Linked DNA regions of Mus musculus: all the other regions are linked to region 3. Evidence: chromatin contacts called from public ChIA-PET, Hi-C, HiChIP or PLAC-seq and promoter capture Hi-C data. All regions are on one chromosome and are shown on one strand. Each heading gives the region's core, a stretch centred on a gene start, on an enhancer-like site or on the middle of the called end of the contact. The rest is flanking DNA. Distances are from core to core; before and after follow the strand shown. Region 1 overlaps Gm31955 (a long non-coding RNA gene). Region 2 holds the start of Mstn (myostatin). Region 3 holds the start of Nemp2 (nuclear envelope integral membrane protein 2). Region 4 overlaps Gm31955 (a long non-coding RNA gene). Region 5 has its middle 21 kb from the start of Gm31867. Region 6 overlaps Gm31867 (a long non-coding RNA gene).

What was found. Promoter capture Hi-C pulls out the DNA fragments that hold promoters and counts their contacts. Hi-C and Micro-C count contacts between places; a contact is called where the count stands out from the background. ChIA-PET counts read pairs in DNA pulled down with a chosen protein or histone mark. HiChIP or PLAC-seq counts read pairs in DNA pulled down with a chosen protein or histone mark.
Region 1: a contact with region 3 is called in a Hi-C map of the HPC-7 cell line, with 4 times the contacts expected there. The contact joins the enhancer-like site here to the promoter of Nemp2 in region 3. A contact is called at or near these places in 4 of 39 promoter capture datasets (the C10 cell line, the HPC-7 cell line, HPC-7-derived erythroid cells and 2 more), 3 of 15 datasets of contacts at CTCF or cohesin (the NIH/3T3 cell line, large pre-B cells and pro-B cells), 9 of 484 Hi-C or Micro-C datasets (3T3-L1-derived adipocytes, the C10 cell line, the G1E-ER4 cell line and 6 more), 13 of 115 datasets of contacts at active chromatin or transcription factors (the SCID.adh cell line, T-cell acute lymphoblastic leukemia, bone marrow-derived macrophages and 9 more) and 2 of 9 other capture datasets (adipose tissue and embryonic stem cells).
Region 2: a promoter capture Hi-C map of liver shows a contact between it and region 3. The contact joins the promoter of Mstn here to the promoter of Nemp2 in region 3. A contact is called at or near these places in 2 of 39 promoter capture datasets (embryonic stem cells and liver) and 1 of 115 datasets of contacts at active chromatin or transcription factors (bone marrow-derived macrophages).
Region 4: an RNA polymerase II ChIA-PET map of memory CD8 T cells shows a contact between it and region 3, with 55 read pairs. The contact joins the enhancer-like site here to the promoter of Nemp2 in region 3. A contact is called at or near these places in 2 of 39 promoter capture datasets (the C10 cell line and the HPC-7 cell line), 2 of 15 datasets of contacts at CTCF or cohesin (large pre-B cells and pro-B cells), 7 of 484 Hi-C or Micro-C datasets (the G1E-ER4 cell line, the HL-1 cell line, Th2 cells and 4 more), 10 of 115 datasets of contacts at active chromatin or transcription factors (the 230-238 cell line, bone marrow-derived macrophages, cardiomyocytes and 7 more) and 1 of 9 other capture datasets (adipose tissue).
Region 5: an H3K27ac HiChIP or PLAC-seq map of extraembryonic endoderm stem cells shows a contact between it and region 3. The contact joins the enhancer-like site here to the promoter of Nemp2 in region 3. A contact is called at or near these places in 8 of 39 promoter capture datasets (the 3T3-L1 cell line, the C10 cell line, cranial neural crest and 5 more), 5 of 484 Hi-C or Micro-C datasets (3T3-L1-derived adipocytes, the HPC-7 cell line, bone marrow-derived macrophages and 2 more), 8 of 115 datasets of contacts at active chromatin or transcription factors (DN3 thymocytes, bone marrow-derived macrophages, double positive thymocytes and 5 more) and 3 of 9 other capture datasets (adipose tissue, embryonic stem cells and liver).
Region 6: a contact with region 3 is called in a FOXA1 HiChIP or PLAC-seq map of pancreatic cancer cells. The contact joins the enhancer-like site here to the promoter of Nemp2 in region 3. A contact is called at or near these places in 3 of 39 promoter capture datasets (cranial neural crest, maxillary cranial neural crest and second pharyngeal arch cranial neural crest), 7 of 115 datasets of contacts at active chromatin or transcription factors (DN3 thymocytes, bone marrow-derived macrophages, embryonic basal ganglia and 4 more) and 2 of 9 other capture datasets (embryonic stem cells and liver).

The regions. Positions count from the first base shown.
Region 1 is chr1:52,330,143-52,335,156 of GRCm38.p6, reverse strand. The region is part of intron 1 of Gm31955 (a long non-coding RNA gene); the gene reads right to left. Among named protein-coding and RNA genes, the nearest start is that of Gm31955, 27 kb to the right of the region's middle. Within about 2 kb of position 3,551, at least 68 of the 459 cell types and tissues checked have an H3K27ac peak or open chromatin away from gene starts, as enhancers often do. A contact at or near this core is called in the G1E-ER4 cell line, the HPC-7 cell line, bone marrow-derived macrophages and 1 more, where this site is marked.
Region 2 is chr1:53,058,217-53,063,271 of GRCm38.p6, reverse strand. Mstn (myostatin) reads right to left here and starts at 1,632. Exons shown (of 3, transcript NM_010834.3): 1 at 1,131-1,632. The coding sequence starts at 1,506.
Region 3 is chr1:52,628,683-52,633,410 of GRCm38.p6, reverse strand. It overlaps Nemp2 (nuclear envelope integral membrane protein 2), which reads right to left and starts at 2,706. Exons shown (of 9, transcript NM_001142647.1): 1 at 2,560-2,706. The coding sequence starts at 2,653.
Region 4 is chr1:52,364,672-52,369,450 of GRCm38.p6, reverse strand. Gm31955 (a long non-coding RNA gene) reads right to left here. Exons shown (of 3, transcript XR_373401.2): 3 at 1,784-2,164. Among named protein-coding and RNA genes, the nearest start is that of Gm31955, 61 kb to the right of the region's middle. Within about 2 kb of position 2,825, at least 30 of the 459 cell types and tissues checked have an H3K27ac peak or open chromatin away from gene starts, as enhancers often do. A contact at or near this core is called in Th2 cells, adipose tissue, bone marrow-derived macrophages and 1 more, where this site is marked.
Region 5 is chr1:52,276,296-52,281,287 of GRCm38.p6, reverse strand. No RefSeq gene overlaps it. Among named protein-coding and RNA genes, the nearest start is that of Gm31867, 21 kb to the right of the region's middle. Within about 2 kb of position 1,782, at least 17 of the 459 cell types and tissues checked have an H3K27ac peak or open chromatin away from gene starts, as enhancers often do. A contact at or near this core is called in extraembryonic endoderm stem cells and hippocampal neurons, where this site is marked.
Region 6 is chr1:52,252,241-52,256,768 of GRCm38.p6, reverse strand. The region is part of intron 1 of Gm31867 (a long non-coding RNA gene); the gene reads left to right. Among named protein-coding and RNA genes, the nearest start is that of Gm31867, 3.6 kb to the left of the region's middle. Within about 2 kb of position 2,123, at least 55 of the 459 cell types and tissues checked have an H3K27ac peak or open chromatin away from gene starts, as enhancers often do. A contact at or near this core is called in pancreatic cancer cells, where this site is marked.

The sequences.
Region 1 (5,014 bases), core at 2,302-4,801, 300 kb after region 3:
TTGTCCTCCTGACCCCCTCTTACTCTCTATGGCTTTTTTCCTCTGTTCATTCCCTATCAACTGGTTGCTTGTTCTGCCTCTTGACCTATGGTTGACTTTACTTAATCCTGTTTACAATATTCAAGCAGAAAGCTCTTGAATTAAATGTATGTGCTAAAGCTGAGCCATACCACAACTAAAAACAAGTTTTTAAAGTTAATAACACAATCTCAGGGTTCACAGTGTGAGCAAGTATCCTGCAACACCTAGGGTTTTAAATCATTATTTTCCCTTGGGTAGCATGCTGTAAACCAAACAGACAAGTTCTAAAGTACATGAAGATAGCTGGTGACAGGAACCTGAGGGCAGCTGGCGAGAGGACAATGCTGCTCCTCCATGGGCATTTAAATGGAAAAGATGAGTATCACAAATCCATGTACGTGGCTTGACTCACTCCTGAGATGTCTTTTCTGGAGTAGCCTTCCAAAGCATCCAGCTAGCAGAAAGGAAAAAAAAATACTCCTAAGACTTCCTTCTTGCCAATTCCATGTAGCCCTGCCTTCCAATTGCCCACACAGCTTCCCTTTGCTCTATGGTTTCTTAACCTCTCACTTCTTTCTTTAACGCACTCCTGTTGGACAGGCAGAAGTGGCAGGGGGTTAAAGGGACTCTTCTATAAGAAATTTTAACCTTAATAGGTAGAAATTTGCATGATGAGCAGTTGTGACTTTCTGTAATGGTCTCTGTTTGCAGCAAAGAGAAGCTTCTTTGGTGCAGGGTACACTTATCTGTGGGTACAAATATTAAGTATTTAGACTGTCGTTAGGAACTGTGCTGGTTAGAAAACCAGCAGTAATAAGCTCTCCTATAAGGCCCATGACCTCACTAGCCCTGAGTGGTCAGCTAGGTCTCTAGCACCAGGCATGATTTCCTCCTGTTGAGTTGATCTTGGGTCCAATTTGACAGCTTTTGGTTACTGCCTGGATATGTGTGCCATTACTGTATCTTTAGAGATGTCTTGCCATGATGGTCATTGTTGTAGTTCATAGAAATCACAACCAGATAGGACTATAGATTGTTTTCCTTCCTTGACAACTTTGAGTACTTTCTGATACTTTATAAGCTAGGCCACAGGAAGGAGGCTTTCAGGTCAGATACAGCTCAAATATTCTAATCCTTGTGCCTTGTAACTACAACAATGGGGACTTACCTTCAACCTGTAAGAGGCTACAATGGACAACAGTAATATTGTTTGGAGAGTCTCTTGAACTACTCTAATCAATACAATGGAAGTTTCTCATACCAGGTGCTGGGTGTTTTGTTATGTAATCTATGGCTCTTGTGGAGTACATCGTCAGCCCAAATGGCATATATGTGTGTGTGTACAAGTGTATATGTGAAATTATAGATATATGTGTATATATGTATATATATATTTATATGTACATATAAATATATGAATCACTATGTGTATTGATTTGGATAGGAATGGTCATAGGCTCATATATTTAAATGCATGGTGGTGCTAGAGATTAGGAGGTGTGGCCTTGGTGGAGAAAGTATGTCACTGGGGGTGGACTTTGGGGTTTGGAAAGCTCAAGGCAGACCCAGTGTTCCTCTCTAGTTCCTGCTGACTACTGATCCAAATGTCAAACTCTCAGCTCCTTGCCTGCGTGCCTCCATGCTCCCCACCCTTAGGAGAATGGACTAAACCTATGAAAGTGTAAGCCAGCCCCAATCAAATGCTTTCCTTTGTAAGAGTTGTGGTCATAGTGTCTCTTCACAGCAATGGAGCAGTGACTAAGGCTAACACACACACACACACACACACACACACACACACACACACTTAGGTAAATATGGTATGATTCTGTGAGAATTTATCACACATCCTTAGAGTTATTTGCCTCTTCTTTCTCCCTCTCTTCCTGTCGTTAGCTCTCCCTGCCCGTTTTTTCCATTTGTCCTTCACCGCACCTGCTACTCCCCTCTGTAACCTCACCAGATTCAATGGTCGCTGTTTTAAGTTCCCTGGTCTCTCTGGTCGCTGCACGCCATGCATTCACATCTGAAGATCTGAAGCTGGGAAACGCCACTGAGAGGGAATGTTCAGTGTTTTTGTTTTTGTTTTTGTTTTCTGGATTTCAGACCAGTTTTTAGTTACATATCTAGAAAGGCCACAGTCTAGAAGGCTGTATCACATGTGATATGTTTTCTTTGCATATGTAGTTCATACACGTTCGTGCTAGGTCTTAGCATCTCATAAAACAAAGGCTCGTGAAAGATAGGTTACATTCCTTTCTGGCCAGTCGGTTTTAGATTCCATGCTTCTCAATGAAGCCCCACAGTTGCCTGTGTGTATCAAAGCCTTGGCACGAGGGTGAGCAGGTATAGTACCTGTCTTGGGCAGGGGAGAAGACACTGATTTCCCAGTGCCCCGCCCCACCAAGAGGCAATATCTGAGCCTCTTTAAGAGGCAAGAGAGGTTCTGGAGACTACACAATATTATGACATTTCCTCCATATTCTTATGCCTTAAAAGAAAAAGGGACCTTTTTAAGCCAACAGGGAGCCGAGTGGAAATGGGATAAAAATTATGGGAATAAGTGGGGGAATATCGTTTCTGACATTAGGCTTTGAGTAAAGCAGCTGAGGCCAGGTGAGTGCACTAGTTCCCACAGCAGGAGCATCTTCTTAGTGTGTCCTGGGCCATTTTTTGACAACCTTTCTGAGACACACTGAAAGGACTGGTCCTTCTTTCTATCCTTTCTGATACAGAGCCACTCTGTAAATATGAATTCCTGAGTGTTTGTGACTAGTCTGAAGATGATTTTTGAAAGAACAACAAGCAAATGATTAGTGAATCAGGCTGCTCCCGCCGCGCCCACCTCTTCTGCTTCTGATATAATTACAGTGAGTCTGGGTTACGCGTATGTGAACATCTTCTGCTGTTGATTGTCAGGCAATCAAAGAGCATTCCTCGCCCCCACTCAGACCCGTAATTTAGAAGCTTCTTTGCAGTGACACTCGATGCAGCTTAATTATAATGTTCTTCCCTCCAAAAGCTATTTAAAGGATCTGGAAGCCGTGCGTTTCAGTCCTATCGTTATGAACAACTGAGAAATCCGTGTGTGGCTGATACTCCCTTGAAATTTGATAACTTGCACATGACTTTTAACAGCACTGCTATGTACTGTATGGGATGAGTATTATTTTTAAATAAGCATTTCTTTCAATGAAAGCATGTTCCAGTGTAGCTTTACAGTTTCAAAGTTGTCCTCTCCCATACATACCTTCAGAAAGAAAGCCAGTCAGATTTCACAGCCATGTACGGTCTGTTTTCAGAACTTTTTTTTTTTTTAAATGGAATTCTCAAACCCAAATGGGTAGGTGTTTGAATTCAGTGCTGAAATAAAGAAATGCTTTTTCTGGATACATTCTCTTCTTTGCTGGCAGTGACTGGTACCAACTTGCTCTTAATTATCTCCATTCAATGCTAGTCATAACCGCCTGCCTACTCCACACTCAGACAGCCCTGCCCACAGGCTCCTCCCAGCCCCCTCAGGCTGAGTCATCTGCCTCTGTTCTCTCGTCCCCTCCAGTCTCCCCACTACTGTCCCCTCCCCGCTGTATTTCCCTGTTTTACTTCCTTGCCCTTTTCAGAGGGACACTCTCAAACTGCCAAAGCTTCTTTTTCTGTTCTCAGTATTGTGCGTGCTTGAAAATCTGGAAAAAAAAAACCAAAACACAATTCTCGGGAAATGTTCTTCCAGCTTGTGCTTCAAACTCACTGGCACCCATATTTATTAAACTTGTGTTTTAAGAAGAGTCAACTTTGCCCAGATAGAGTTGTCTCTTGTGAGACTATGCCAGGGCGTAGCAAACACAGAAGTGGATGCTCACAGTCAACTATTGGATGGATCACAGGGCCCCCAATGGAGGAGCTAGAGAAAGTACCCAAGGAGCTAAAGGGATCTGCAACCCTATAGGTGGAACAACATTATGAACTAACCAGTACCCCGGAGCTCGTGTCTCTAGCTGCATATGTATCAAAAGATGGCCTAATAAGCCATCACTGGAAAGAGAGGCCCATTGGACTTGCAAACTTTATATGCCCCAGTACAGGGGAACGCCAGGGCCAAAAAGGGGGAGTGGGTGGGTAGGGGAGTGGGGGGGAGTGTATGGGGGACTTTTGGGTTAGCATTGGAAATGTAAATGAGGAAAATACCTAATTAAAAAAAATGGACCACCAAAAAAAAAAAAAGAAGAAGAAGAAGAGTCAACTTTGAGAAACTGGAAATTCTTCATGTTCACTCAAACATGCAAATATGAAAAGGTGTTATTAGGGAGCTCCCATGCAGGTAATGAAGAGCAGGCCCAGGTCGTGCCTGGCAGCACCCAGATTACAGCAACCCGCCCCCTGCTTTCATAACTGGCTTTGAAATGTTGGAGCTAAATCCGGATTAGCCTCCAGACACTGCTTCCTTAGGCCTAAGGCTGACCGAAGGCTCCTGGACCATGTAGAAGGCTAGAAGCTCCGAACCCTGGAAACCCGTGCCTATCCTTGCTCAGCTCAACCTACAGCACAGGCATGAAGACTCTTGCCACATTCTCTGTGCTTCCTTGCTTTATCTAGCATCTTTAGAAAGCATCTGTGAAGGTCAATTTCTTCCTGTGTTCAGGGCAAATCAGTCCTCACTAGGTTCTGTGCAGTAGAGATTAGCTGTCACAACGGTACTCAGTGAGCAGCTCCAGTTATCCCTGCCTTGACACTGCACAGGCCAAGGAGTCGTTCCTCTACAATCCCATCAGAGGGGGTTTCTTGGAGAAGTGGAACCTCTCCTTTCCCTTTTATCATTTGGTTAAGCCTCATAACAATACCCACAGAAAGGCATCATTTTCTCCATCTGACAAATAGGGAAACTGAGGTTCAGAAAAGGCATCACAAACTTAAAGTCAAATCATGGAAACTGAGGCTTCCACTCACCTAGCACCAAACACTGACCAAGCCTTTAGCTGCCTCCAGTCAGTCTCAC
Region 2 (5,055 bases), core at 383-2,882, 430 kb before region 3:
TTGGGGCCAGCCTCTCACTGCAAGTTCAGCACTAACAATTGCTTTTCCAAACCCCATGTAAATAAGGGAGACTTTTTCCTGAACTGTTTGATCCAAGAGTCATAAATGAAAATTATCTGCTGTATCGTAACCTGACCGCTTAGGAAAGGGCTGGTTTGAAACTGTGTCATGTCTGGTTTTAAGTGTTTAAAGCATGGTATTAAAGCAAGATCTCAGACACATGGCACAGAAATCTTTCGTGTTCTGCCTGCTCTCTAAGGCTACCTGACTTGCTTTTCGGAGAACTCAAACAGGAACTGCCTGAAATGTATTATCTCCCAGAAGCAATGTGGCAGTTATAGGTAACGGTCCTCACCCTCCCTCTCATAAAGAATTAAATCTTTTAGAGGGTTACCGATCACTGTTCCTGCCTGGACGCTCACAGCCAGGACGCTCTCAGTGCGGTGCTATGAAGGGGCACAGGAGCATTTCACACCATGACCTCCCAGTTAATGCTCATTTCCTGAGTGTTTTCTGATACTCGGTCCTGAGTATTATTTTGCTATGCCTGCTTCATCGTGGCTCATGATAATGCATTTAATATTTAACTTCTTTAACTTTCCAGTGCAGTAGCTTTCACAATTAATATTCTAGCTTGTCAAGAGCATAGAAGCTCTGAGACTGACAGTTTTAAATAACAGAAAGCACTCTAACTGTGGAACAGTGTTCAAATAAACATCCAGCAGAGATCTCTCTTTAGTGTGAGTCAGGGGGAAACTAGTGCACATTTTAGACAAATGTAATTGTAAATTTCTCATGCTTTAACACTGCCTATAGAATCTCACAGTCCTTACATTATAGTGTGAGACTCTGAACACACAAGCATTCTACATTTTCCGCATAAAATTAAATACTATTAAAGCTGAGCCAGCATATTAACTTTGAGCTATTTGGCACTGCCAGGAAACAAGCAAGACAGATTTCATTGTCGGTATGTTTCTCAGGAAATCTTGGGGAAAAAAAAATCTCCTTTCTCTGCTACTTACATATAAGCCAACAGCTTGTTAAAAGCCTGAAAATAGATCTGTTTCTCATAAACACTAGGACAGCAGTCAGCAGAACTGTTGATATACTTTAACAGATATACTTACACTCTGTAGGCATGGTAATGATTGTTTCCGTGGTAGCGTGATAATCGTCATCTTCCAAAGAGCCATCACTGCTGTCATCCCTCTGGACGTCGTACTGATCGATCAGTTCCCGGAGTGGAGGCGCTCTTGGCAGAAGTTGTCTTATAGCATCTTTGCTGATGTTAGGAGCTGTTTCCAGGCGCAGCTTACTGAGGATTTGAATTTTTATGGCTTCTATTCTGGAGTACCTCGTGTTTTGTCTCCACGCACATGCATTACACAGCCCCTCTTTTTCCACATTTTCTTCTCTCTCACTGCCCTCATTTAGATCCACTGGGCCAGCAGCAATCAGCATGAACAGGTAAATATAAACATACATTTGCAGTTTTTGCATCATTTTAAAAATCAGCACAATCTTTTTTTTTCCCTTGTTCTTATTTCTTCTTTTTGCTTTTGAGTAATGCCAAGTGAAATATTAGTGCATGTACCGTCCGAGAGACAACCTGCCACGCCAGGGAGTCCTGTATACTGTATTCCAAGTGGCTTTTTATATTCCAACTTAGAGGAGACAAGTGTCGTCAGGATCTATGATTGGCTCCTGCTCCACAATGAATCTCGCTGTCAGAGGTTAAAACCCTGTCTGTCACAAGTCACCAAGCAGTATTTTGTTACAGTCGAGGGCAAGCTGATTCATTTGACTACTTCATAAATGAAATAAATCCCCAAATCATGAAAGATATATGTGACATTTGATAAATTGAAGTCTGTGTACTAATATAAACTGTACTTAAAGCTTATTAATCTCTGTAAAACTCTTGCTATCATTTAAGTTAGTAATTTTTAATTTAGATTTTGTGTTTAAAATAGAAAATGTTAATCCTTTAAGACTTGGAGTGCTGTTTTGTTACTAAAACAAATATTTGAGGGAAAAAATATGCGTTAAGTGCTGGGTAATTAGAGAAGTAAAAACTAGGAAGAGCTGACTTAATTTAAAGAAAGCTGAGTTTGTGACCCTGCTAAAAAGTTGCATCAGTAATTTGAGGAGCTTGTTTTCATGGCTTATTTGTCAGGACATATTACAAACCAGTCCTGGGACGTTTCTGTGTACATGGGTTTACTTTTGATAGCTTAATGGCTTTGACTAACATAAAACCTGTGCTTGATTTCAGCTTATAAGTATTGCTATTTTCTATTACAGAGATACAGACTAAAGACTGAGTGTTGCTTTTTTTTTTTTTTTTTTTTTTGATTGCCAACAGAATCCTGTCAGCGAGGAGGCCAGGCTCTGTACTTAGGCCGAGTAGATAATGGATTTTTGTAAGTAGCGCTGGAGCATTATTTCAGTTTGACTCAGACTTCCAGGGCTGACAGTAAAGTGCAATCTGTGTTCTCTGTGAATGATGTCAGGTCCCGTGAGCACACAAAGAGCAAGTCGCATGTAGAGGGGTGTCCTTTGTTGCGTTCCCATACTGTCACAGGCTAGCACCCCTTTGCCAGCGTCTCATTTTGACCAGAGGGCAGACACCTGGCAGGGATCTGGGCTAGAGTCTAGGGCAGAGAATGGTGCTTTTTGTTCTCTGAATTTAAGTGGCCTCTGCAAGGATCAAACTTTCACCCTTGGCTTTAGGAGCCACAAGATCGAATGGGGTGAACTCTTAAAGAGCTGAACAAACACAGCAGCAGGGACAGAGGACGCTTCCAGGCCACAGAGTTCCTCCTCCTGTTTGGGAAGCTGAGGAGTCTTTAGAATTTTAATTCATTACTCCCCTTACACACACCCCAAGAGACTATGGTGGCTTGTATCAAATATTTATTTTTAGGTCACCACCATTCCTGTACAGTATACACCCAATTTACTGCCTCAGTGAACTAAAATGCAGCTCAGTAGCTTGAAAAGTTAATGCATTTTCATCAAATTTTTAAGAGGCATCTATATCTCTTGAGGAAAAAAAAAGTGGGCTTCCATAATGTACTAGATTTGCCCACCATTAAAGATGAAGGAAAACCAGACACAAAGCAGACACCCTGAGGTGATCTGGCCCTCTTTATACAAGACAATATTAGAGCAGGCCTATAAAGTCAGATTTGTCTGGAAAATTCATTTTTCTGCATAGAATTCTTTTCGATGTCATAATTATCATTACACATGCTGCTATATACCTCAGAGGAAATTGATCCTGTGATTTTTTTTTTTTTTAGACTGTACTGCCATTGTGAGCTGAGACTGAAGAGTCAAATAAACCTGAGTTCAAATCTCAATTTTGCCTCTTCTAAGTCGATGACAAAGACGGCACAGTACTTAGCTTCTCTTATCTTTAGTTTCTCAACTAAAGGGGTTTGAGGCATATAATTTAGCAATATAAGTAGCTAAATGTAGTCCCTTTCATAGGTAATTAATACTTGAAGCAGAAGGGCTTGCTCTTTGTTTCAAGCCTTTTACTTCAAATTATCCTCAAGTGCTTCAGATGAAGGCAAGGGATTCGCAGCCTGCAGGACATCTCACTAGGCCTAGGAACTGAGCTCACCTACATGTTTCAGATTGCCAGCAAAATAATAATAACGACGACAGAGGCGTTTGCCAGCTACCCAGATTCCCCACTGAGCCTGGGCAGGGCAGGGCAAAGCCTGAGCCATTCACTCAGCTCTGACTTTATGAACAAATGCCCTTTATTTATTTCCTTGTTTGTTTATTTTCTTTTATTTTGCCTATTTATTACCATGTTATTTACTTTCTTGTGCTTTTAACTGCCCGTGCTGTCTGCTGCTTTCTGATAATAGCACTGAAACTCCAGGGCAGCTTCTTTTAAGCACAGGGGAGAATGGAGAATGGAGCCCGCTGGGGTCAGGGTGTGTGTGTACTTAATGCTTAATAGTTTACAGACTCTCAGTTTGAGAGAGAAAATCATCCAGGTAGACAGGGTAGAGGCTGAGCAACATTTTGAGGACATAGAACTCCGTGTGACTTAGGACTTAAAAAGGTTTAAAGCAGCAACAACTTTTGCGTTATAATTTACAACCATATTTTTAGAATGCTGTGATACGTCTCATGGAAGGAAGGAAACCATTCCTCAGGAGAAAACACACACATTAGACAAGCTCTCCAGGCCTGAGCTTGTAGCTTCTGTCTGGGACACCAATGGTAACGGATGAACACGATCTGTTGACTGTGGCACCTTTCCACAGAAACACACACACACCCAACACAAACACCCAACACACACACACACACACACACACACACACACACACACACACACACACACACACACAAACACACAAACACACACACACACACACACGTAGCTCACCTCACCCTGCATGTTCTCTCCCACCTTGTGTAGCCATCAGCATTCATGAATTCTGTGCTGTCGAGGCCTTTAGACCATTAGTGGCCATCACTGATTGTACCTAATCAAACTTTCTGATACTTCACTCACTCCTTAAGTGTATGGGTTAAGAAGTATTTAGTCAGTTTTAAGAACAACTGTTCCTTCTCTAATGGTGACAATTGCCAGCTTCCCAAGGCCGAGTGACACAGAGGACTCCTTACTGTGCCCTGAGAATGGAGGCAGCTTTCAAAATGGAGTCAGGCTGGGATAACTTTTGGATGAGTGAAGAGAGAATTTCTTCCACTTGCCCAGAAGAACTTGGTCTTCCAGCTTGTTGCCCTTGTGTTGGCCACCATCTTTGAAAAGAGTTTGGGTCAGAAGGTGGGATGCAAGCCATGGCCATCAAGGCTTATATTAGTCTTTGTATTGGTGGACTATTGTGGGCTGGCATTTTTGTACTCATTAGTGAGACAGCAAGCATACTTTCTAATCTCTATTCAAAATCCCATAGATTGATTGTCTCATGACACATTGGAGAGTATAAAAATATATTTATCAAAAGAATTTGTGATTTTATTCTTTCCAGATTCAGGGAACTACTACACTGCAAGAACTTT
Region 3 (4,728 bases), core at 1,457-3,956:
TCTAAAAATGAAAACCACAAGCACTTCTCAAGCCTGAGCAACTACTTCCCATAAACAAACAAACAAACAAAAAACAAAAACAAAAACAAAACAAACAAGAAAACCTTCATCACCATTCCCCTCTGGGAACCTAGCCTTCCACAATTTGCAACCAGAAAATTGATCCTCTAATGTGACCAGAACCAGAATACAGTAAACGCTGCCACTGGCTTCATTAAACTGGTTCCTTCTTCCTTGTGGGAGTTCAAGGATAATGAATGGGTCCAGATGCAGTTGCTATCTTTCTTGGTATTTAGTTTAATTCACATTTTTCAAAGATGTAAACTACATAAGTAACATGTCTCTTGTACCAGTACCAGTTTGTTGTTTTTAACCTGAATATAAAACTTAATTTTTCTTTCTCCAGTGTCATGAGAATGGAACTGAAATTAGCACATCCTAACTAACACACATACAGGTCGGATTCTACCTTTAGACATTTTCTTTTGCCACAGAGGAACTTCAAATGACCTCTTGTTGGAGTGGAAGCATGGGACGTCATTCCAGAGCCTCATGTGAAGGGAAGCAGTGTTCGTGGATCTGACCTACTGGTTTCAAATTAAGAGTCATGCTTGACTTGCCGTTTCTCTTCTATGACAAGCGTCTGCCTTTTCTACAAATAGGGTATCAGAGGGCTGGCCTTGGAATGGATGTTCTTCGTGCCATGGCAGCGTGTAAGTACCCAAAGCAGATTCTCAGAGTTGGAAAGGGTCTTAGACGTCATCAGAGGCAACCCACCCCCACCCCCCCAGTCTTCCATTACACTCAATTTCACTTGCTGAGGCTTCAAGTTTTTGTGTTCAACCAAGGTCTGAAAATATTAAATGAAAAAAATCTTTCAAAGTAGAAATATGTAAGTTCAAATAATTTTTCCACAATATTTTATTGTAATGAATTGTAATAACTATCTCTTGCTCTGATTTATAATTATAAATCTCTTGCTGTGATATGTAATGTACACACACACACACACACACACACACACTGGGTGGGGGGGGGCATGTAAGGTTCGGTACTGCAGTGCTTTTTTAAAAAATACATTCCCTGTGGGTGAGAGAGATTATTGTCTAGCTGTCTCATCACAGGCCCCTCATAAGACCATAGCTTTTACAGTAGCAGCAGTTCTTAGACCTAGCCAACCAAGGGTTCCCAAGGTGTCACTCAACACTGCAGGACAGTGATCCCCTCCTATGTGAACGTAAGGAATATCTGGAATGGCAAGACAGAAGTTGCCATTTTCTTTTCAGCTGTGAACTGGAATTTTATCATCTCCTGGGTATCTTACACTTCTCAGAAAGAAAGTCCTGGTGAACATTTACATGCGTCTTTAACACAACTGAGGACTATTAAGCTAGGCGCAACAGTACAGCTCTGAAAACCCTTCACCTGGGAGGTAGAGGCAGGAATGTTGTACAGCCAAGGCCAGCCTGGTCTATGTAAAAATCTCCAGATCTGCTAGGGCTATATGGTGACCCATACAGCAGCAAAACTTGAAAAACTGAGTTCCTTGAAGCAAATAAAAGGAGCAGAAATAATACCTGTGTGCCCTGGAGAATACGACACCTACAGGTTAAATCAACAACTGCACTAGAGCCCAAGATTCTGAATCTATATAACTACTTCTACCCCTCTGCTGCCACGCCCAGGAGCCCTCCTCCTCAAACTGTTTTATATTTTCACAAGTACCTATTATATTTACTACCAATTCTTTGTTCTCTAGCATGTAAAATGGGCATATATGAATAATCAGTATAAGACAATGCAGTTAGAGCAAATCAGCCCTGCATAGCACAAAATAGTTAATTAACACATTCCTGTTCAATGAAAAGCTGACCACAGACCGTCCCCTAAGGTGTAACTCACTGCAAGATACCAGTATGGGCACAAGGTGTGACAGAAGCTAATAACTGCTTACTGAACATCCATTCTCTCTTTCAGTCTTAGACACCCTACTAACTTTGTCGGTGTCGGAATATTATCCAATTGAAAGTCTGTATCTTGACAGCCTCCCTTGAGTCTGTAAGTGACCATGTAATGAAGAATACAAACAAGCAATCTTTTGAAGGATGTAGTGAATGGTAGAAATAAATGTTAAACTCGTGGAGACTGCGTTTTGCTGCTACAGCTTTCTGAGCCAGAATCTTAAGCACCCCAAACAGTCTGAGTAGCTCACTGAGACTTCCTGTGCACCTGGTTCAATGCTGGAGCATCAGCAGTATTTTGCATATGACCAGCTACCCAGGTCACAGCAGCCAATCAGAAACAGAATTTCGGTTCCTTTCTGAAGCTTCTATCCTTCTCTAGCCTTGAGTTTCCTGAGATTTCTGAAGACAGATAAAATAAGGTTTCAGACATAAACTGCAGACAAAGGGCCAGCTGTGCGGTTGTCCAGCGGTGTGATCCTGAACAAACCAAAACACTGAAGTATCCGATGCCCGCAGACAGGGGCGGGGCCTGGCCGCGGCCGCGCGTGACCCTGCGGCGCCGAAAGGAGGCCCCCCCGCCCGGAGCCGGGGTTACCTGACATCGCTGCCTCCTCGTCGTGCACCGCGCTCGCTGGCAGTGTAGCCAGGGGCTGCAGCCAGAGCACCAGCCACCACAACCTAGGCAGCATCGCGGCCAGAGCGGCGGAAGTGGCGCAGCGGACCAAGAGCGGGAAAGCGGAGGGAGGGGATTGCAGGGGCGGAGCCGGCTGCGGCCCCGCCCTTCCGCGGTCCGCCGAGCGGCTCTCCCAGTGGCCTCCAGGGGGCGATCACCTGCCTTCCCGATTCTTGCTCCTGGGCCAGCTTGCAGAGTTGGCGGGCAGTTTAAAACACGCCGGAGCCCCGCGCAGGGTTCTCAGAGCACTGGTGCGGGCCACTCAGAAAGGCAGGCTCTTCACATGCACCCTCTCAGAAATAAGACCAGCAAGCCCCACTTAGACAAAAGCCTGACTTGTTTGTTTGTTTGTCCCTCCTTTCACCTCTTCCTTTTTTTTTTTTTAAGCAACAAGTTGAGAAATTTGGTGCTTAAATAATTTGTGTCTAAGCTCATGAACACAGTATCTTTCAAAAAAAAAAAAAAAACCCAAAAGGGTTATATAAGTTCACTATTAATAAAGTGTTACTTTAATAGAGATCTGGAGGCTGGAGAGATGGTCCAGTGCTTAGGAACACTTATCGCTCTTCCAGAGAACCCATGTTTCCCAGCGTGCACATGGCAGCAGCCCCAAACATATGTAACTACAGTTTCATGGAATCAACTGCCCTCTTCTGAATTCTGCAGACATATGGTACACAGACATACACACAAGCTAAACACCCATACACTTAAATTAAAAAATAAGCCTTCTTTTAAAAATGAGATTGTATTTTTAAAAATTCAAAGATATAGTGAGTGTTCTAAACATAACCAACCTGGCAGAGATGATAGCTCTCTAAAGTCAGCCTATTGAGACAGAAGACTCCAAGAAACTGGAATGCTGCACAGTAAACCACTCTGGGGAGCAGAGAAAGCCACCACCAACCACAAGAGAATAGTCTGTCCTAGAAAGAGACTCACAGTTTCTGAGCCCTATGGTTTATTGATGATCAGGATAATTCTGTGTTAAGAGCAAGCCTTCTTTGGTCTCTGGAAACCTTTCAGTGTGACTTACTATTTCATACTTGAAGTAGGGCAGAAGAGTGTGGTGGTAGTGGACTGTAATCCCACCATTTGAGAAACAGAGTTAATGATGGGTAAGGTGAGCCTAAGTGGCATAGGGGATCCAAGGCTAGTCTGGCTACATGAGACCTAATTTAACCTTCCTCTGATCCCCATCCCTGCCCCACCACACACACAAAGCTAGAGTAAGAAGTTGTGTTCTTTTCTCTAATTCCAGTCTTCCACTAACAGCACTAAGCTCGATATAATAGAAATCTTTTTTTTTTAATAACTCAGCTTCAATTTTTTTTAATGGTCTAAATAGGAAAGAATGTCTCTGAGTTATCTAAAGGAGGCTTTCACCAAATGCCCCGTATATGTGTATACCTAGTATGTGGCTGTAAAAGCTCAGAGTTTTTTTTTTTAAGGAAATTATTAGGGGCTGATTTTTAAAAATAAACCTTCATTATTGGAATCTGTCCTTTATCATTTTTTTTCCCTGGATCCCCTTGGTATGCCTCTTGCAAAGCAACTTTTTGCTCCAATTCTGTTCAAACTGGTTTGGTTAATTTGGGATAATGCTAAGGAAAGCAACTGAAAGAAACATATCACCAAATGACTAATGTACTTTCTTAAAGCTGTCTTCAATAGATAGAGAACAAGCAGAGACATATGTTTGCAGCGCTGATCAAAAAACAAAACAAAACAAAACAAAATTAAACCATCTAATTACTAAATTGGTAGATGAATTGAATAGGTTGTTTTCAAAGGTAAAAATACAAATGGTCAATAAATATTTAATATCCTTAGGTATGGTGGCTATTTTTGGTCATCAACTTGACTACATCTGGAATTAATTTAAACTCAAATGGCTGTGTACACCTTTGAGGAATTTTTCTTTTCATCATTTGAAGTGGGAAGACATACTTTTACTCCAGATCTTTCTTTGTCCTATATAAAGGACATGGAAGAAGGAAGCTTGCTCTTTTTTGTCGCGTCCGCTCTCGACCAGCAAGAACGACACGACCACCAGTCCTTCTAACGGCAGTTTATTCAGCAAACTTCCGT
Region 4 (4,779 bases), core at 1,576-4,075, 260 kb after region 3:
CTCTCCTGTCCAATGTCGGCTGACGTATTCAATGATTCTCCCACTTTTCCCAGTCATTTCCTGGTGTTTAAGGATTATATACAATGTAGGCATGCACTCACAGGCATGTGTGTCTGTGTGTAATAACAAGCTGGAGTTATCAGAGAGATAGGAGTCTTCCTTGAGGAAATGCCTTGATGAGATCCAGCTGTAAGGCATTTTTCTCAATTAGTGATCAAAGGTGGGAGGGTCCATTGTGGGTGCTGCCATCCCTGGGCTGGTAATCTTGGGATCTATAAGAAAGCAAGCTGAGCAAGCCAGTAAGTAACATCCCTCCATGGCCTCTTCAATCAGCTCCTGCATCCTGACCTGCTTGAGTTCCTGTCCTGACTTCCTTTGGTAATAAACAGTAATGTGAAAGTGTAAGCTGAATAAATCCTTTTCTCCCCAACTTGCTTTTTGGTCATGATGTTTTGCGAAGGAATAGAAACCTTGAATAAGACAGGGAGGGAGGGAGGGAGGCATGGGGGGAGGGAGGGAGGAAGGGAGAGATCCTTGAGATTCAAATCATAGGGTTATAACTTCCAGGCTCCTGCTGTGTGCATGCATCTACTCTCATGTTTGCTCTTATGTGAGCATGTGCCACTGTATGCATGTGTGCATCTCCATTTCCATTATCCTGGCCTCGGGAATCAAACTCAGTTTGTTGGGCTAAGGCAACAGTTTCCTTTACCAGATGAGTCATCTCACTAGCTCTTGAATTGTTTATTATCGAAACACTTGAATTAGTTGTGTAATGCATAAATACTTTCAATCTTCTCTTAAAACAAGTAAAGATCTAGCTACACCATTTTGATAGATAATACTATTAAATAAATACCACTACTATCTAAATGGATGCTCATTTAGATAGGCCAAATGCTTTGTTTTTCAGCTTCCATCATTCTTTATTGTCTCCTTCACACAAGCCTAAGTGACTTCTATCACTCATTATAGCAGGACTTTCTACAGGTCCTTCAGCAGTATAAATAATGACACAGAGGCTTCTAGTAGAGTTTAAAGCTTAGGCCTTTTGCTGGGACAGTCTCCAGCTACCATTTAACTTAACCCGACTATGTTGCCTCTGACTGGCCATGTGGCTAGCTCTGTACCTTTCTCTGTTCTGCCGCATCTGTCCCTCCACGTCCTCTCTCAGACCTTCTGCTACTGTTTTCCTTCCCTGTTTCACTCTCTCTGTCCAGAAGTTCTGTCCTCTTCCTTCCTGTCCAGCAGTTGGCCATCAGATGTTTATTATAACCAATCAGTGGTGAGACAACCTCTGGTACAATCCTAGATAACCTTAGGCAGGTGAGGATGCATGAGCAGTTATAAGACAGACAATCTAGTAATAGACTATAAAAATAAACAATACCAGAATCCCGCCAGCATTTTGCTCTCTGGCAGTACATAATTAACAATTGAAAATACAGAGACATGGGCTGGAGAGATGGCTCAGCAGTTAAGAGCACTGACTGCTTTTGTAGAGGTCCTGAATTCAATTCCCAGCAACCACATGTTATGGGGATCCAATGCCCTCTTCTGGTGTGTCTGAAGACAGGTATAGCATACTCATATACATAAATAAATCTTTAAGAAAAAAAAAAAAGAAAATACAGAGACATACCTTCATACAATGTGCATGCATGTGCTCTCATGTTTGCTCTTATGTGAGCCTGTGAAAATGTTACCTCAACAATTTATCTATGTACAAATAGACTTGTTTTTCTTAGAGTTAAGAAGAAAGTGATATTAAAAATTGGGGGGGGGAATTAAATATATGTGAATCGGTATATATCAAGAAAAAATGATATGGAAGTAAGGAGAACAGACATTATTTCCTAATGTTTAAGATGCAATATTAAACAAAACATGACTGGAGCCATAAAGTTCAATTTAACATATGGACTTTGTGGTGGTAACTGTTACTCAAATCTACAGAAAAATCAATCTTCCAGTCCACCTACCTTATGCTTTGTGGGCTGCTCATTTCCTTAGGAAGAACACTATAATCTCACTTTTCTTCAGAGTCTTTCCTTTCTATATTAACTTCATCTCAACATACACAGGAACCTGCTCAGCTCCCAAATCTTGCTTTTGAGGAATGGAAAGACAGAGATTCACTCACATATTTCATTGCTGTTCATACCTAGTCACAGACAGAAAAGCTCTGGTATAGAAATGACCAAACACAATCGTAGTGAATAACCCTCATTTTCTTCAGTCTCAATATAGAACAAAGAAAAGCTAATTTATTCTACAAGTATCCTTCAATCAATGGTTTTTTTTTTTAATCTAATAACTTAAATATAATGGTAAGAGTAAAATTTCATATTAGTGTTTTGAATTCTGGGGTGCCTTTAGCTAGAAAATGCACAGAATAATTATTTAAAAATACAACACCAGGTACAATTATCAAGTTACCAAAGCAATCTAAAACACTATCTTAAATAGCAGTTAGGATATAGCTGCACCATTGCTGTCAAGCTCTCAGAGAAAGGAAGATGGGCTGATGTTTACACATCCCCCCTTCTCCAGCACCTTTTCTGTCTTCATTTGAGCCCATCATAAATGCAAATATGGACTCATTGGGCCCAGTGTTCACTGAAAGCCAAGCAGGAGTTTTGGGGTGAGAACCAGATTAGGGATGACTCATTGGAAGCCAGATGAAAAGCTCCCCTAAAACGGCTCAGAGGCAAATATTTATAAACATGCTTTAAAAGCATTGTGACGCTCTGGGCGGAGGGCTAAGCACCCCTCTCATTCCTGATGATGCCGTTTTGGTAAAACTGCTTTGCTCTGCCTGGGGCTGACCTTGCTCTGAGCCTGTCAGAAGTAGTGCTGCTATATTTGGTAGTATGAGCCTGACTCACTGCTCTTGCTGTTTCGAAATATCGCTGTTTTGATAACCTCAGCCTATCTCTATTTTGACTGCACAAAACATTTATACACTTCTTGTGAAAATCTTGTTTCCTATAGATCTTTCTTTCAGTTTCAATCTGCACAGGGAACCTAAGAGTGATTAAAAGTAGAAATGTGTTTCGTGCTGAGCAAATGTGTACCTCAAGCATTAAGCGTACACTTGAATTCAGCACCACTATGTTGTCCACTGTTTAGAACAGCTTTCTTTACTCCCCAGCGAATAGCAAACAGCTATGTCCATTTGGATAGGTATTTCTGATACACAACAGCTCCAATTTAGATTGGTCAGACTTCTGTTTAATGTCATAGACTGACTGGACTGATTGCAGCTCCTATTAAAGGAAGTAGGTGTGCTGGCCTTGGAAGACTCACATGCTTCCACCTAATTTTATCTTGAAGAGTCACCAGGGGCTCGGGGTAATGGACAAGGGAGCCACCCCTTCCACTGTCCCTTTTCTGGGACTCTTTCTAGAGAACTTGAATTTGTTCGTATCTCTTTTTAAAAGGCATTGAGCTACACAGACTTCTATGAGTAAGAAATAGACTCTTTCATAGATTTCTTTCCTACTCAAGAGCCCAACTGAGTCTAAGGCCATGTTGAAAAAAGGCAACAAAGCTTTGGAGCTCTTGCTTTGAATCTGCCAGGGCCCATTCTGCAGTATATGCATCCTGGACTGTATATCCTGTAAGAACCCTGGCTACATACAACATCTCCCTCCTTTGGTGAAAAGTCTGAGAGCATGGCTTATTTGGATAATGTAACCTCTCTAACTTCTGGAGTTTCCTTTATTAAGTATAAAAAATATTAACAACAAAAAAGGGGAGAACTTAGGACTACCGCTGAGGGAAAGAGGTGGGTTAACAGAAACTTTGACTTCTTCTCAGTCTGCCTCCAGTAAAAGATGGGCTTTTATTTATTTTTTTTCAAAGTGTTCCTCAAAGCTTGCTTATTTATTTATTTATTTATTTATCTAACTATCTATTTATTTTTATTAATCATTCTATTCATTTACATCTCAAATCAGACTGCACTCAGGGACCTTAGTGAGGGATCTGGCAGAAAGACCAGAGAGGAGACTGCAACCCCATAGGAAGAACAACATCAGATGGCCGGACCACCCGGTGCTCCCAGGGACTAGACCAACCACCAAGGAGTGTACAGGGAGGGGTCCATGGCTCCAGATACATAGGTAGCAGAGGATGGCCTTGTCTGACGTCAATGGGAGGAAAGGCCCTTGGTCCTGTGGAGGTTTGATGTCCCAGTGTAGGGGGATGCTGGAGTGGTGGGATGGGAGAGGGTGGGATGGGGTAAGTACCCTCTGAGAGGCAAAGGAGAGGGGGGAAAGGGAGGTTGTGGGATGGAGAGTTTGTGGAGGGGTAACTGGGAAGTGACCAATACAGATGTGTATGCTTGGAGCCAACCATCAAAGATGGGCTTTTAAATAACTGATGTGTGTTACTTTCATAGCTTTTAAAACCTTACCTGAAGCCAGAAATTGTAAACAGCCTAGCTGTCCATCATCTGATGAATGGATAATGAAAATGTGGTAGCCTTACACTGTAGAATATTATTCATATGTTAAGAAAAAGTGAAATCTGCTACTAAATGGATGAAACTAGAAACAGTCACCCTGGGCAAAGTGACCCAGACCCAGAAATGTTGCACATTTTCCTCTTACATGTAGATGTTAGCTTTTAGCCTTAAGTATGTATGTTTTTTTCAGAATATTGACAAAGGTTAGGTAGCTAGCAAGGCGAAGACAACTTCAAGTAGCCCTTGAAATGCTTTCTTGAGGGCCTTAAAAGCCCTCAAATGCTTTATTACTACATTATGAACCCTCT
Region 5 (4,992 bases), core at 533-3,032, 350 kb after region 3:
GCTAGAGAAAGCACCCAAGGAGCTGAAGGGTCTGCAACTCTATAGGAGGAACAACAATATGAACTAACCAGTAACTCAGAGATTGGCTTCCCTCTGTCTCCTGAGATTAAAGATGTGTCTGTATTACCAGCTGGGATCACACAGACCTAGAAGACCTTTGGCTATTATCCCTTGCCAAAACAGCCACATTCCTGGATTAAAATTCTCTACAGGATCATATCTTTGTACTATTACCAATTGAAAGACTATTTCCGACAATAGCTGTTTAACAGACATTTCGTGAGTAAATGAATTAATGAATAAATCATTGGGATTACACATTTCTATTGAGTACTTATAGTCGTGGGACACCATGAAGGATGAAGATGGAGTAGCAATCAAAACCTGTGCTTCTATATATGAAAAAGTATGCCTAAGCATTATACCGTCCTTCTGCCTAAGGGGATGAATTTTATATGGATGACTAATTAGACATGTTTACTAACAGTAAAGGGGATGTTATTGCAATGAGTTCTGGGCTCTGACATAATTCGAGAATTAAATATTAATGAGGAAGGAGAGACATCAGGATGGATGAAGGGCATCATTTGAGAAGAACAGAAAAACATAATGGTATGCACGCACATTTGAGGACAAAGAGGGCTAGCTGTAATATGAATTCATGGATTGAATCTGAATTCATAAAACCTCTTGTATATATCAGTGGCATTCTGAGAGGAATTAGAGTCACTCTCACATGATGCTAAAAGTTCTCAGTCTGGGCAAGAAGAGGGGACAAGAGTGTAGTGCTGCTCATAGAAGGTTGTGAAAAGCAGTCAAACAAAGAATAGCCTGGAGGTTTGTTCTAAGGGGTATTCAGCAACCCACGGGACACCTCCTCCGCCTCCTGGCAGAAGCAGAATCCTGCTGCTCCTGTGCCAGCAGAGGCAATGTTTAGCTCTCTTAGCTGAGCTCATCCTCAGGAAAACTAGAAAAGCAGACAGGATTTGCCACCAACCTGTTATAGTTTCTCGTCTTTGTACAGACCCGGGCATCCTCTTCTCTTTTCTCTAATTTCCAGATTTCCTTAATCTCATTTGTTTACGAGGCTCTCTCCCTATCTACAGCTTCCCGTCAGGGCATCCTGACATGCTATTTCCTGGGCCTCAGTCCCTCCTAGTCCTCCCTAGTGACCATGGCACCATGTTTTGTCTCTAGAAAATTTGTTTGACCACTTTGAGCTGGATTGTTAGTGGCTGACAATTGTTTTGACTCCTAGTGTGGTATTTTCCCACATGGGAATTCTTCCAGCCGTTCCAATGGTTTAATCAAAAGGTGAAGTAAATGTTAAATATTAAGTAGAAGAAACTACTTGAAAAGCTTAGTCATATGAAGATTTCCATTTAAAGTGTATGTTAATCCTTTCAAAGATTGAGATTTTTTAACAAATGGATTCCAGGTATATATACATATATCAGTGAAATAAGCAAAGCACACAGTACTTAAAATTTTGTTTTTACTTTTATGATTTTAAAATACCACTGTTTGTATTTTGAGGAGTGCATTTGTCAAAGTAGCTAATCATGTTGATTTTTTTTAAAGACCAGGACAAATATATAATGAGAATTTGGAAGACTGCCCAGTAAGTTTTTTGAGACATGAGTGATGGTGGCTGCTGTATCTTCTATGCTCTTTCTTGACTCTTCCTGACCAGGGCACACCCTGCCCAACCCAGGGTGGATATAAGACAGGTCATTGTTTCGTATTCTAGTGACACAGGAGTCCATTGTGTTCACGGTATTTGGAGAGGGAACCAAGGAAGGCTGCCATGAATTATTAACAGCTGCTCTTCTGAACCTGTTTGAGAGTGTGATGCTGCTTGCTTCCCATGCTCCTGAGACCTCATTCTTCTAGGATATGAGAAAGAAAAAAGGGGCGGTGGGGACAAAAGTGAAAGTAAGCACAGAGAGATGGAAGAGAAATGGAGGCAAGGACCACCACAGTGCTTCTCACTGTCCGTGGGATGGCAACACTGGCAAAGAAAACTTGCCAAGATTTGGCCAGGGATTTGATTGGCAGTGCCTGCTCACTATATTTTCCTTACTTAAAAACAACTGCCTCCAGATTGCATATTTCATCCAATCCCTGATAGAACACACCTTAGGTTTTAAGCATTTGTGGTTTTTTTTCATTGTAAGATAGGGTGCCTTCAGTTCACTTCTTGATCTTGCCTATTATCATGACATTGTAACCACACATACAGAGAGGAGAGAGAGACAGAGACATACAGAAAGACAGACAGACAGAGAGACAGAGACAGACAGAGAGACAGACAGAGAGAACTGGTTATGATCTCTGTTGGGGATGAACCATGCTGACATGGTCAGTGTACTATGGCTCACATTCTGAATACAGCTTGCTGTATATGAAAATAGTTTTATTGTCTTTTAAATAGCTTTGTTGGAACACAGCAGTGCTCATTCACTGATACATCATTCATGGGTCTGGATGATTCCATATAATGACAAAATTAACATAGCCTATATGGTCCTCAAGGCATAAGGTTTTTACTGTTTACAAAAAATGCATTTCTTGCTCTTATATCGTGGGTCACTATATATAAACTGCAGCTGGTCTATGAACTACATCATATGATGTATGTTTACATCAACATTAGGACCCTGCAAGAGAATAGAAGCAAACTATGCCACTGTGTGCTCTGTCTGTTCCAGATGATGTTCTTTTCTGCAGGAAGACTCTCTTGAAGAAGGAGTAGTGTGTGGATTTGCACTCTGGGGTCAGCCCTTGGCCCCTTGTGGATCAGCACTTTTAGTAGCACTGACTTCAGTGTCTCTATAAAACTTTAACTTTCCTTAAGGAAAGTACTTGCTTTCTGACATTTCTGGGCAGTGTGACTCACCAAGGTTTGTGGGACTATGTCTTAGCTTTTGCTGTTTAATAAACTACTCCAAAACTTTGTGACCTAAAACAAACTACAGTTCAGCGATTCAGACTGGGCTCAGCTCGGTGGTTCTGGCCATGACTGGCTCTGCAGGTTTTCAGCTGGGCTTGTTCATTCATTCGTGGTCAGTTGGCAGTCTGTCTGGGGCTAGAGGGGTAAGAGGCCGTAACTAGTATAGCTTTCTGCTCCACGTGGCCTCCCTCAGTGATCAGACCAGGCTGGACAGGAGCTTCGGGGAAAAGCATCTGTGTGGTCCTTGAGAGGCTACCTTTGACACTTGCAAAATGTCACCTCCTTCACATTCTTAGACAATGCAAACTACAAAGGCAGACCACTTATCTTTGGGATAGGAAAACAGACTCCACTTCTTCATGGGATCACATTCTATGCAACCCAGGGAGGGAAGGAGTCAAATTATTGCCACTCTTTAGTCCTTCCTTCTTTTTAAACTTTGGCCAACAGTGGGGAGTTAATTCGAGAGGTAGATCCTAGCTTTACAGACTTTTGTGGGGGTTCCTGCGCATTCTGGTGTGCATCCTGGTACTGCTCAGTTAACTTGACCTAAGTTTGGAATTACATGGGAGCTTGATTAGACAGCAACACCCAAAGCCAAGCATTTAGTTTAGGGCTACAAGGTGCAAACTGAGCTGCTGGAGTCTAGTGGTCCTGTCCTGCCCCCACAAAATTCAGTCTTTATTATACAAGGAACTATAGCATCACAGATCACATGCTAAGCATGTCTATAGTTGCATGCTCAAGAGAAGGTTGACAAGGCTTACTTTAATGACCATAGTCTCTGTACAGGGAGTGGACAACATATTTCAAAGATGTGAACAGAGGATTCTAAATTATAAATAATATCTCTATGGTCCTGGCCATGTCCTCTCCCATTATCTGTAGGTATGTGTTTAGTACTTGTTTCTGCAAAATCATTATGGTTTATTTTAAAATCTTCATTTGGGAAGGAGAAAGGGACAGCTGAGGGATAACAGATGATGGGTAGAGATTGTGTAACTCACTCACTTTGTCATACCTGGATTTATTTTGAGCTCAGTGCATTCGCTCAGGGACATTGAGCTCACAAACTACTTCTTTATGACAGATCCTATGTTCATCTTACACTTGAAGTGATCTGAAATGTTGAGAATTTTCACTAAAAGATTTCAGGATGAAGACAATAGAAATTGTAGTTAATGTATATCAATTACTAATAAGAATGTATAGATGCAATTAGACCCAGGATGTGTGTATGTGCGTGCATGCTTGTACCTACGCTCACATGTTTGTGCTCATGTATGTGTTCATATGTAGGCCAGACATCAACACTAGTGTCCTTCTCATCCTCTTTTCCACCTCAAATTGCTTGAAACTGAGTCTTTCACTGAACCTAGATTTCACAGATTCTGGCTCTCTTAGCAAACAAATCCAAGAGACCCCCTTGTTTTGACCTCCTGTGATGGTTTATTTAAGCTCAGCCCAGGGAGTGGCACTATTAGAAGGTATGGCCCTGATGTACTAGGTGTGTCACTGGGGGGCGGGGGGGGGGTGAGCTTTATCTGCTAGCAGCCTTCAGATGAAGATGTAGAAGTCTCAGCTCCTCCTGTACCATGCCTTCCTGGATGCTGCCATGTTCCTGCCTTGATGATACTGGAATGAACCTCTGAACCTGTAAGATAGACTCAATTAAATGTTGTTCTTTATAAGACTTGTCTTGGTCATGGTGTCTGTTCACAGCAGTTAAGCCCTAAGACACCTCACAAGTGCTTGAAGTATAAGTACAAACCACTGTTCTTTTTCCCCAAGGGTACTAGAGATCAAAGTCAGACCTTGAGCTTGTTCTACAAACTCTTTATGCATTGTCTCAGAATTTGAGGCCACGTTTACATAAGTGTTGAAAATTTGGTTTCTATTGTAATGAGTCATGTCTGCCCTTCATTAGAATTGACCATCAAACATCTCTGGTGCTCCTTGAAGAACTCATAGGCAAAATAACCCAGAAGTCTCAACCCTTTCTGGATTGGAACTCATTCTTTGTTGTTGTTTTGTAATAG
Region 6 (4,528 bases), core at 874-3,373, 380 kb after region 3:
AGGCGGTGGGCGACAAGGAGAGGAAGAGAGATTGTGCAAGATATGAGGGAATGGACGGCAGAAGGGTGTGGATTTTGAGAGTACATACTTTAATAATATTAGCTATGTATTCCCAAAGTAAGGATGAAGACACACACATTAAATACTGATTATTGGGTATATAATGTTACAGATCACTGCACCAGAGGTGGCTAAATTGCTAGTTACATAAAAATGCAAGTCAATTCTATTTCTTCCCTAGTGACCTATGGTCTAACCAGCAGCCAGTGTGGGAAATGAAACCCAGCACACAGGAGTTCCTGGGTGCATAGGCTGTCTCTGTACCGTGTTTCAGAGGTTGTCAGAAGAAATCCAGATAAATGAAAGGAATCCACTCCTTTTTAGTGGAGCAGCTATAAGCGTTAGTCACTGTCCCTCTGAACCATGCTCATTCTGATAAGCTCTGAGTGCTAGCAATAAAAGCCATCAACATTCGTTTACACATGCACCATTCACATGTGAAGGCTATTGTGTCGTGTAATTATTAAAATCAACCTTATGGCATAAGCTTTATTATCAACATTTTAAGTAAAGGGACTGAGTCTTAAGGAGTTGAAGTTTGTTCAAGACAATGTAGAACCAAAGTGAAAATCCAGGCTCCTGAGACCTGAACCTGTGCACTGAGAGCCTATTTGAATGAACCATTGTTCTAGGAGGTAGGGTAAGACCCTCCAGAAGATAAGACTTTGGTCTCCACAGAAAGAGACGAGGTCTCAAATAGCCAAGATTGACTTTGAACTCTTGATCCTCATGTCCCCACTTCCCAAGAGCTGGTAAAATGGGTGTGGGCTCCACAGCTGGATTCATTCATGTTTAAGTGGACCACAACAGAAGCAATAACAAGGCAATGCATAAAAAGGTCAAGAAGAGGCAAGAACACTGACCAAAATTTAGAGGATGCTATGCTAGGATCTAGTAAGACAAAGACAGGGTTTATGTACTGAGTGCTTGGATTCCCAAGGCAGGAGAATCACACAAGACCAATAGAACCACCCAACTGGGTGTCAAACAATTGTGTCCCCAGGTCAACATGTCATCAGGCTACTCTGCACTGCTCAGAAGTACTCAGAAGTGGTGATGGGGGCAGCAAGAGTGCTTTCCTTGAATGCCCCAGTGCAAGTCTTGTGGAATGTATGTGCTTCCACATACAACCAGCCATAACTCAGAAAATAGCTTCCTCTTACTCCTGAGAGCCACAGAGGAATTTGTTAGAGTCCCTCTTGCCAAAGACACACTTGGCTAGCTAGCTACAGCTTCTCCAAAGATCACACTGCCACCACTATAAAGGTAAGCCTGTTAACAGTCCAGTGCCCAAGTCAAGAGGCCCACTCCATCTCACAGGCTTCTAGGTGGGGACAGCCTTCCTCTGCCGGCAGCTTGACTTAGACCTCACGGCCACCACCCAGTCTTACTAGAGTTTTCTCTCCTCTCTGTCATCTTGGCTCAGGAAACTTCTCCAAGCCGTAAGACACATCAGTTCTCTGTGTACTGTCCCCATTTAAACACCTCCAAGGAGAAAAACAACCTTTCTCTACCATTGGAATGTAAGAAAACACAATTATTCTTCTTGACAGAAGTCTGGACCCAACTTACTCAATCAATAGCTTCTATCGTCTAACCCGAATAATGTCTTGTTTAGGTTAATGGTACAGTTTCACGATTGTCCCTAATTAAAATGAATCATTTTGATGGATCCAACTCTCCACCCCCCAAAAAAAACCATAAAGCAGTAACATTCAAAATAAATAACTCCTTTTTTGTACTGACCCAAAATAGAGAAAACAGGTTTTAAATTCAAACTTGACTGAAACACCCTCTTTCATTTAGTTAAAGAAATCCAGGATTGCCGTTTTAAGTTTGGTGGCTGAAATAAGCTGGGGCAGAAACAGAGTTAGAATCTAGGGGTTTTTTGACCGCCAGTCTGAAGTCTTTTCTCTGAGAAACCAGGGAAGAGGAGCCTGAGATAGGTGTAGTCTAATCTCTTCCCTGCAGGAGAATGAAGAATGGATGTCTCTGTACTGCCTTGGTTAGCTTTCGGTCATTTTCTAGGTATGTGTCATTTCTGACTCTTGCACTTTCAACACAGCCTACTCTTATACACTGAGCCCAGTGGCTCTGTGGTTTTCTGGAATGCTCACCAAAGAGCCTCTTTCCAAGGGAGAGTTTCACAGGCTACATAAAACTCATACAGTCTCGTTTTAAAAGCTGCCTGTCTGTTTTGCTCAAAATGCTTAAATCACTACCAAGACTTGTTTTATTGTAGCTTAGATTATACCTGAATTCCCTTCATTTTATTTCCTTGCTAAATTCCTATGCTCTGAGTAATTTTTCCTCCTCCATGTTTGCATCATTGAATGAGTTATCATATGCTCCTTATAACCTAGAGTTATTTACACATGCTTCCTAATAAATCAGTTTTCTGCATGTTTTTACCAAGTGATCAAGCCTTTTCCCTTGGTGTAGCTGCCTAGATATAGTGCCAAAGGCCTGGGTTAGCATCTCTCCAATATCAAATGCCCTGTGAACATTCTGCTCATTTCCCTCTCTCTATCTCAAGGAGGGGCTCCTCTCCTCATTCTCACCAGGAAACAGAGCCCTACCTATACCTTTGTCAGTTCCAGTAATGCTCTTGGCTGCTGTGAACATACTGTGCGAAAAAGAATAGTAGTGTATGGTAGCACACTCGTCTTAAATGCCTGAAAGCACACCCTGCCACTCCCAAGGCACAGAAAATCTCTCCTCCTTCCCTGGTAAAGACAGAGGAAGACCATCTACCTACCTTCGCTGCCTGATGGCTGTTAGAATGCAGGACCTCCTAAGTGTAAATTAGGACCTGAACATGGCCGGCCCTCCATGGTCACTGAACTCCACATCTGTAGATGCAAGTAACTGGGAAGCAAAAGTATGCAAAACAGAAAATTTGCATTAGTATTCATCGTCCTTATATGTACCTCCTGAATATTAGCTCTTAAACAAGAGAGTAACGATATAGCACTTATATTTTATTGGATCTAAGTTAAAAAGCAAAGAGGACACGTGCACAGCCACAGCCTTGAATGTGTAAGAACCAGCCGAGGGGCTAGGGATGCAGCTCCTTTGCTAGCGTGCTTACCCAGCCTGGAAGGAGCTCTGGGTTTCACCCCTAGCACTGTGTAAATTGAGCCTGGTAATGTGCCCTGTAATCCTAGCACAGAGGTGGGGGAGGAGGAGGATCAGAACAAGAGCATCCTCTGCCCTATATCAAGTTGGAGTTAAGTCTAGAATATATGAGACTGTCTGAAGAAGGACCCCTGAGAGCCTGAGAACGAGAGTCCCCTCTCACCTCGTTTCCAGGACCTTAGAAGTCTACAAGCCTGGGGTAAAGCCAAAGCATTGGTCAGAGCTTCATAGGTGGATCTGAGGCAGATTGATTGCAGAACGTGTGTTTGAGAAGTATGGGTCAGGATGTTACATTATGGATTGCCCTTTTAAACAAGGCCCGGGGGATGAGGGCCTGAGTTCACATCCTCCACCATGCATGTAAACAGGCAGGAGGGGGTGCACAGTAGCATGTGCTTACAACCACAGCAGAAGGAGGAGGAGAAAGAAGAATCCAGAAGAGTCCAGTTTAGCCAATCAGTGAGCTCCAAGTTCAATGAGCAACTGTCTCAGATTTAAAGGTAGAAAGAGAGAGAGTGATAGAGGAAGACAACGGATACTAACAACCTCCCCACACACCCATACAACCTACACATACGCACCCATATACATGCACACTCTAAAGACAAAAGCAGAGGACTATATGTCATGTCTTTTCCTTCCCACATGAGTGTTTTGTGATTCTGCACTTGTTCAGCTTCTATGTAGAACATATTGGTCCATGGGATTCAGAAGAGTCTCTCCCTGTAGAAGCTGTGGGCCCTGAACCTTCAATGTCTTTCTGGAGTTACTTGTTCCTAACAATGGAAAACTCGAGTGCCCCTCCCTTCTCAGTTCAGTTTGTTTGGTTTCAGAAGATTAGGATTAAAATGAGCACTTTCTATAAATAGGAAACAGGAGGAATGTGCCCAGAGAAGCAAGGTGAGCCTCAGACTGAGGCGGGATTTGGAATCTCAGGGCAGGGCAGGGCAGGGCTTGTTTACCTGTGTAGCTGACAGGGTCTTGTGTGCTGCAATTGCTCAGGAAACAAGGCCACCTCTATGTAAAGTCCCACTTCTCAGGTAAAGGTTCTAAAGAGAAGTGATCAAGCCCAAACTCTTTAATGATAGAACTGGAGATAGTCAGAGATGGTGTCTTAAATCCACGGGATTATATCAAAGATTCCTGTAAAACTTTCCAGAAAGCAGTTATTGTTTGTTTGAGACAGTGTCTTGCTATGTAGTCCAGGCTAGTCTCATAGTCTTCCTGCCTCAGCCCTGGAATCCCGGGCTGGGATTATACAAGCATACAAATACATCCCACAGAAACAGAGAAAGGGAAATGTTGCTGTTGAAAGTTGGGGTCAGGAGGA